Regions from separate parts of the Neogale vison genome. Here region 2 is linked to region 1. The links are chromatin contacts, called in public Hi-C maps. All regions are on one chromosome and are shown on one strand. The core of a region is the stretch at or near the end of the contact, and the rest is flanking DNA. Distances in the headings are between cores, read along the strand shown.

Region 1 (3,164 bases), core at 115-2,614:
TTATCTGTAGAAATCCAATGTGCATTTTCCTCAGACCTCCATTTGGCCTACCCACATTTCAGGTGGCGAGCAACTACTTGATCAGGCAACTGCGGCTCTAGAAAAATCCCCCCTCCTTTGCCCAAGTGAACTACACACCCTATTAACTTGTAGCAGCTACTCTGTCTCATTCGTACTGTTGGTTCCTGTGCTGGGAAGTTGTTTTGTTTGTTTACTAATTCGGGAAACATCAACATCATCCTTCTTAGGACTGCTTTTTCCAAGATCTCCTTAACGGATGGAAGACAACAAAACTGCAGCTAGAAGTACGCTAAATTGTACACCTCTGATGTAACAATGAATTTGATCAGTGTTATGATTCATTAATAAATGTTCTTTTTATCCCTAATGTTTCATCATCTGGCGAACAGAACATGAACTCTGTTCCTCAGAAAAATTATTAAAAAAAAAAAAAAAAAACAACCTTAAAAAGCTGTCTTGCAATCCTGTTTGTACAGGATACGGTCTGGAACATGGAACAATCCAGCTGCTGTAGGACTGTGCTCCCGGGGGGGGGGGGAAGAGAGCGGGGTGAGGCAGTAACTAAAACGTTCTCAAGACCTACTACGTGCAGGAAGATTTACCTAACCTCTCTTCCAAGCTTAGAGCGAACCCTCCAGCTAAGACACTACTGTCCATACTACCGAATCAGGAGGCAGTGGCAGTTCACGGAGCTACATATAATTGCCTGGTGAACGCTCAAAAAATACGTTCCCTCAGGCGCCAGTCCTAGAAATTCGGACTTAGTTACCCAGGGGTGGGCGATCTGGCTGACCGTGTTCGACGCGTTCCCGGGTCATTCTGACGGGCCCTGCTGCGCCCAGCTGCTCACTCCCCCACGGTGCGAGCGCGTCCAGGGCCTCTCGGGCCAAGGCTGTGGAGCGGGACGGCTAACTGGACTAGGCTACCCTCCTTCCTAAACCTGCACAAGTCAGCAAGCTACCCGCCCACGCCACGCACGCGCAGCAAAAAGGCTCCTGCCCCGAAGCTGCCGCCCGCCTCCCCCGAAAGCTCCTCTCCCCAAAAAGCTATCCCGCTGTGAGCCCTCTACCAGGGCGAGCCAGAAGCCAGCCGAGGAGCTGCCGAGGCGCCCCACTGCCACTCGGCGGCGCTTGTCCGGCGGCACGCCGCGCTGTCCGAGGGCAGAGAAAACCCTGCCCTCAGAGAGCCCCGACTTCCCCGCGGCCTCTTGACACCGAGGCCTCTTCACGCGCGGCCCCGACCGGAGGCTGACGGGTTCGCGACTGTCCTGCCAATCAGATACGGTTTCCTCAGAGTGGCCAGCCCACCAATCACTGCGCGCCGGTGTCCTGTTCGGTTCTTCGGCTCTTCGGCCTTTCGGCCCTTCGGCCCTTCGGCCCTTCGGCCCTTCGGCCCTTCGGTTCTTCTTCGCTCGCTGTTGCTGGGCCGTCCGGGGCCTTCCGCCGCGCTCGGAAGCTTAGTTCTCCTTGGTTTAATTTCCCCTTTTTTCTCAGACACTTCCGGGTCCTGCCGTCGCTCCGGAAGCCCGCGAGTTCCGGAAGCCTGGATAATCCAGGTTCTGCTAGGAGAAGCCAAGCTTCCCAGAAAATGTCTCAGAGAAAGTTACGTGGAACGGGGGCGTTTCGCAGACTCCTAAGGTCAGTGTCTGCCCGAGAGAGCCGGAGTGCAAACCTGCGGTCTGCCCTACAGCTGGGAGGGCGTGGAGTTTCGCGACCTTGTCGCTGTCACCCTTAGCTTGAGTTTGTCTGTTTATGGGCTTCCTGTTTTCCTGGAAGAAGCAAAATCAGAGTCGGATCTGGGGAAGGCAATGAAGTAGGCCCGAGCTCCTGAAAATAGTCTTAGAATGGCACCATTAAAAGAAAAAAAAATAAAAATAAAAAAACAAAAACCACAGCTAGTCTTGAGTTCCTTTGCCTTCCACGAGGTGACTTTCTGAAACACTTCAAAATCTTCTCCGCGTCCTTGTCCGGGGTGAGATTTGCTTTTTAAGAGTGGCTTTAAAAAATTACGCAGTGTCCTAACTACGTAATATCGGATGGCTCAGACTTTAAAGTGTTATATTGGTACAGAAATTGAGGTCAATGCTTAAGTTTCTCTTGAAAGCCTGTGAACTTAGAAGCCGTTTTAATTTTCTTCGGGAAGAAGAGCTGTTGAGAATGGTCTTTCATAATTGCTTGCTGTTAGTTTGTTATAGTCAACAGTGATTTTTGATAACGGAGAGTGCGGAAATAACTGACATTTTTCTCCTGGTGCTTTCAGTTAAAAGACATGGTTTCTTTCTTTCTTTTCTTAGGTCCCATTTTCCAAAAATACCACATTGAGTGAAAGGGCTTTGCCCGAGACCAAGTTGTTGCATGTCCACATCTAATATATTCTGGTATTCTGCGATGCCCCTTCAGAATTTTTTACCTTAACCATTTCAGGCAGTTAGAGGAAGTTTGAGACTTTATCGACACCACAGTTTGCAGTCTAAATATCTTCCCCTAATGTGTTTTCGTTAGTTAAACCTGAACAAAATAAACTTGGGATGGTCGACTTCTTTTTTTTTTTCTTTTTTTTTTTTTCTCACTCTATCTTCTCTCGGATCTGCCCATATTATCAAATACATGTATCCAGAACTATTAGAGTTCAGTGATTTGAGTCAGAGGGGACTGAAAAGAAGAAAGATAATGGAATTATTTAAGAAGTAAAAAACAAAAGCAAAAAACCAAACAACACACACAAAAAAACCTTTAAAAAAGTACATATATGCTTATTTATTTATTTTATTATTATTTGTTATGTATGTATTTTTTTCCTTAAAAAAAAAAAAAGATAAAGAAAATGGAAGTAACAGGACATAGTAGAAAGAATACTAAACTAAGTAAAGAACATAGAGTGCTAGTCCTGACTCTGGTTTCCTTTGACCAGCCCTACCTCATGGCCTTATTCTCTTCATTTTTAGGGGTTAGGGTAGCATTCAATCTGTGGTTTTAAATCTGTTCTGAAGAAGAATTCCTATATAAATTTCCTGGAGCCACACAGGGGAGAGACAAACCAAGCAGACAGCCATTTTTTACAAGAACAGCTCTTGTATGTGTTCTGTTTGAAACGTGTTTCTGTTAAGAAATTTAAATTCATATCTTAGACTAGGTGATCTGGGT
Region 2 (3,560 bases), core at 131-2,630, 300 kb after region 1:
TCCCTGGCCCCAAGGCCCGGCGTTCCCGCCTCCTAACGGACCTGCCTTCCGTTAGCCAGCACCCGAGTCCGCGCCGCCCGCGCCGCCGGGAGCAGCCCTCGGCTGTGCCCGCTGCCCGCTCCGGCCGGCGGGTGTCTACCTGCTGCCCAGCCCCTGCTCGCGCCCCGGCCTCTTGGAACAACCCCCCTCCCCCGCCCAAGGCGTACAGATCCCCCGTCCTCCGCCAGTCCCGAGCACTAAGCGCCCTTCGGGGAACTTGAGAGAGGAAAGGGTGGGGGTGGTAAGAGGAGGAAGAAAAATGAGGCTGAATAACGGGGGTGGGGGGTGTAAAACAGGGAGAGAGGGGCTTCAAGCCCCACCGACCAACGTCCAAACTTTCCGAGGATGAGTGCAGAGAAGGGGTCATTCCGACCCGGGTGTGGGCGCGCGGGGCGAGCGGGGACCCCTGGTAGTGCCCGCGCCGCTGCGGAGCTGACAGCTTCCCCGCGCCACGAGAACGCCACAGGCTCGCGGTGGAGACAGAACCCGAAAAGACAGGGAAAAGGAGAGAAAACTGCTCGACGAAACGTGAATGATCCGCCACTTCAATCCAAAAGTTAAATCCTCCAAAACGCAGCCCCCCCAAAGAAAGTGGAAAATCAGGTCCCTCTGTGCCCCCTCCCTCTTCCAGCGGAGCAAATCCTTGAGCCAAAAAAAGGGGGAAAGAGATAGAAAAGGGGGGCAGAGCGGAAGAGATGGTCGGGATGAGGGGATGTGTGCGAGAGCGAGCGAGAGCGAGCGAGCTAGGGGCAGAGAGGGAGAGAGGCGGAGAGGGAGAGAGAGGGAGCGAAATATCAAAGATTGTGCAAGATCAGGCTGGAAAGATAATCGATACTCGACCTAAATTTAACACAAACTACTCAATAAAAGTTAAAGAAAAAACTTACTTTCCATTTCCCCTGCAGTTCCTACTCGATCTTCGCCTCTTTTTTGTTTTGCTTTTATTTTACTTACAGCTGATCACATCCAAGTAAAACGAGAGGGTTCATTAAAAAAAAAAATAAAAAAAATAAAAAAATAATCCTCGAACTTTATTGGGTGAAAATAAAAACGCTGAAGCAGAAAGTGGGGGGCATGGAGCGGTCCTCGGGGGTCCGGGAGGAGTTAAAGCATGTGCCGACCGCGGTCTCGCTGTTTGGTTGTGAAGGGGTTGGGAAAAGGAGGAAAGGAAATGAAAATCCGATATGTCTTTATTCTGCTAATTATTATCGTTTTAGCCCTGTTTAAAAAAATGGCTGATTAAGTTGAGTGCGCATGTCTTTGTGTGTCTATTCCCGATATGCACTCTGGGAATGAGAGAGGAGAGTGAGGGAGAGGGAGAGGGAGAGGGGGGAGAGAGAGGTGTAATTAGTGAGGTGATCAACATTCCCCAGACTGCAAATGACGCGCAGCCCGGACTCGGAGCAGCCCGGGAGCCTCGCGGCTTCCAAGGCTCGGAGCGCTGCGGCGGGAGCCCGGGACGCTGCGACCGCGGAGAGGGCAGGAGATGGGGATCTCCGGGGCTCGCACCCCACGCGCCCCTGCGCGCGCGACTCCCAAACTTCATTAGACACACACACACGCACCCACAACCACACACACAACCACACACACACACACACACACACACACTCTCTCTGTTCAGCAAAAAGGGAGAGAAAATAAAACATAAATACCGCCAAAGCAATGCCCTTTAACCAGTCGAATTTTTCTTTTTATTTTAATGAAGCAAAGTAATTATTATCGGGCCAAAGATTTGTTTACTAGGGAGCTTTAAGGACAATATTAGAGGAATGAAGAGATTTTTTTTTCCCTCTGCCTAATTTATTGTTGCATACAAGAACGCATTTTAATGGAGAAATGCGGGGACTGAGCAAATATGCAGATGTATGTAAATAAAGGGTGCCTGGCAGTGTGCAAACACCGCCTGGCCCAGCCTATTTCGGAGGAAGAATTGCACTCTGGATCTATAGACACCTATTTAAACACGGATCTTTCGCTTGCACAGGCAGGAGAGAGGACCCAGGGCATGGTTGATGCAAGTGTTAGTTGAGTCAAAGTAAACTTTCAAATGAGAATAAGTGATTCGTGCAAGGGTGATAGTGGGGATATGGTTCTAGCCTTTATGTAATATTTTTGAATATTTTATCAGAATTGCTTAAGTTCAATGTAATAGCTTTAAGAAGACTTAGGGGGAAAAAAACCCCTTTCATCTTGCAAGTCTGTTGAATTATCTTTCTTGAAGCACGTTATGATGAATTTTAAAACCCCACTACAGATCTCATTAGAATGAAATATACTTGGTATTTTCTGGTGCAAAATTTAAGGTGGCTGATTCTCATTTGAAAATCTAATTATCTCTTCCCAATATTACAGATGTGAATATGAGTGACACTTTCATTAAAAGATAATTAACTAAAACTAGGAATAGACATACTTTTAAATACCCCCTACTGAATATCTGAATATGGAATATATATATATATATATGTGTGTGTGTGTGTGTGTGTGTGTGTATTCACACTATCTCTTGCTGCTCAGATAGCATCTTGATATACTGCTACACTATAGGTCACAAGTAGACACCATCTATGTAATATTTCAAAAATAGGAATTCTAGAGAGAAGGTGAAAGTACAAACCAAGCAATCTAAAAACAAGAAATACTTGTAATGTCCAGCTTCCTGGACAGGTGAGGTGTCAGCTGCCTTGAAGCTGACAGGTCTTTGAAGTTCTGGATCACCAGGATCTGCTTCAAAACCTTGTCTTAGGCCTTAAGCACCAAATCTACCAAATACCAACAAAAAGGTTTATCGCAGGACAACAGACGCTGCAAACACGCATCTTTCTGGCCCTGAAACATTGTATTATCAGGGAACATTTGGAAAATCCTAGAACTGATGCAAATGGCATGAAAAACCAAACAAAACACCTGGGAGGATCAAAGCATAGTCCTCAAAAGAGCAGACCTAGGCCCAAATCAGAAAAGCTGGTTGCCTACAGCAGCTGGCTAAGGTTACAATGAAAGTCCAAAGGCTTGGAGTAGAGAATAAAACCTAGATATGGTCTTTATTAAGAGGGCGGGGGGAGCAAATCACCACCTTAGGAATCTGAAGTCGATGTATGTACCAGTATAGTGTAAAACAGGGCTACTAGACGTTAACAGAAAGAAAATCATCTACCTCTCCAAAGACTCCATTCTATTTTAAACTTGTTTGGGAAGAAATCTGCTCAAAGTGTATGGCTTTCTAAGATTTTTAAGTTACTTTGTTTACAATCTTACCTTTATACAGCCACTATATCATTGCTGTGCCTCAGTTGAGTTTAACCATGTGCTTTAAGAAACATACATGACCACGGTGGTAAAATTTTAATTCTCTGTAACTTGCAAGTGAAGAAGGTGTTTATGTAGCGTTGCTGTTTACAGAAAAACACCCCAGAGAGCAAAAATTCTAGCTTTAAAAAACTATTTGAGATGTGTGTTGGGGAAGGGGGTGGGGGCTTTTAAAAAGACTGAGGGGAAATGAAGGCAGGGAGACTTTC

Evidence for each region. A called contact is a pair of places that touch in the nucleus more often than the background predicts.
Region 2: a Hi-C map of muscle shows a contact between it and region 1, with 6 times the contacts expected there. The contact joins the promoter of ZFHX4 here to the promoter of PEX2 in region 1. A contact is called at or near these places in 2 of 3 Hi-C or Micro-C datasets (fibroblasts and muscle).

What each region holds. Positions count from the first base shown.
Region 1 is chr4:57,052,589-57,055,752 of ASM_NN_V1, forward strand. PEX2 (peroxisome biogenesis factor 2) reads left to right here and starts at 1,365. Exons shown (of 2, transcript XM_044245423.1): 1 at 1,365-1,658.
Region 2 is chr4:57,352,596-57,356,155 of ASM_NN_V1, forward strand. ZFHX4 (zinc finger homeobox protein 4) reads right to left here and starts at 1,381. Exons shown (of 11, transcript XM_044245425.1): 1 at 927-1,381. All of the region lies in intron 2 of LOC122904509 (a long non-coding RNA gene), which reads left to right.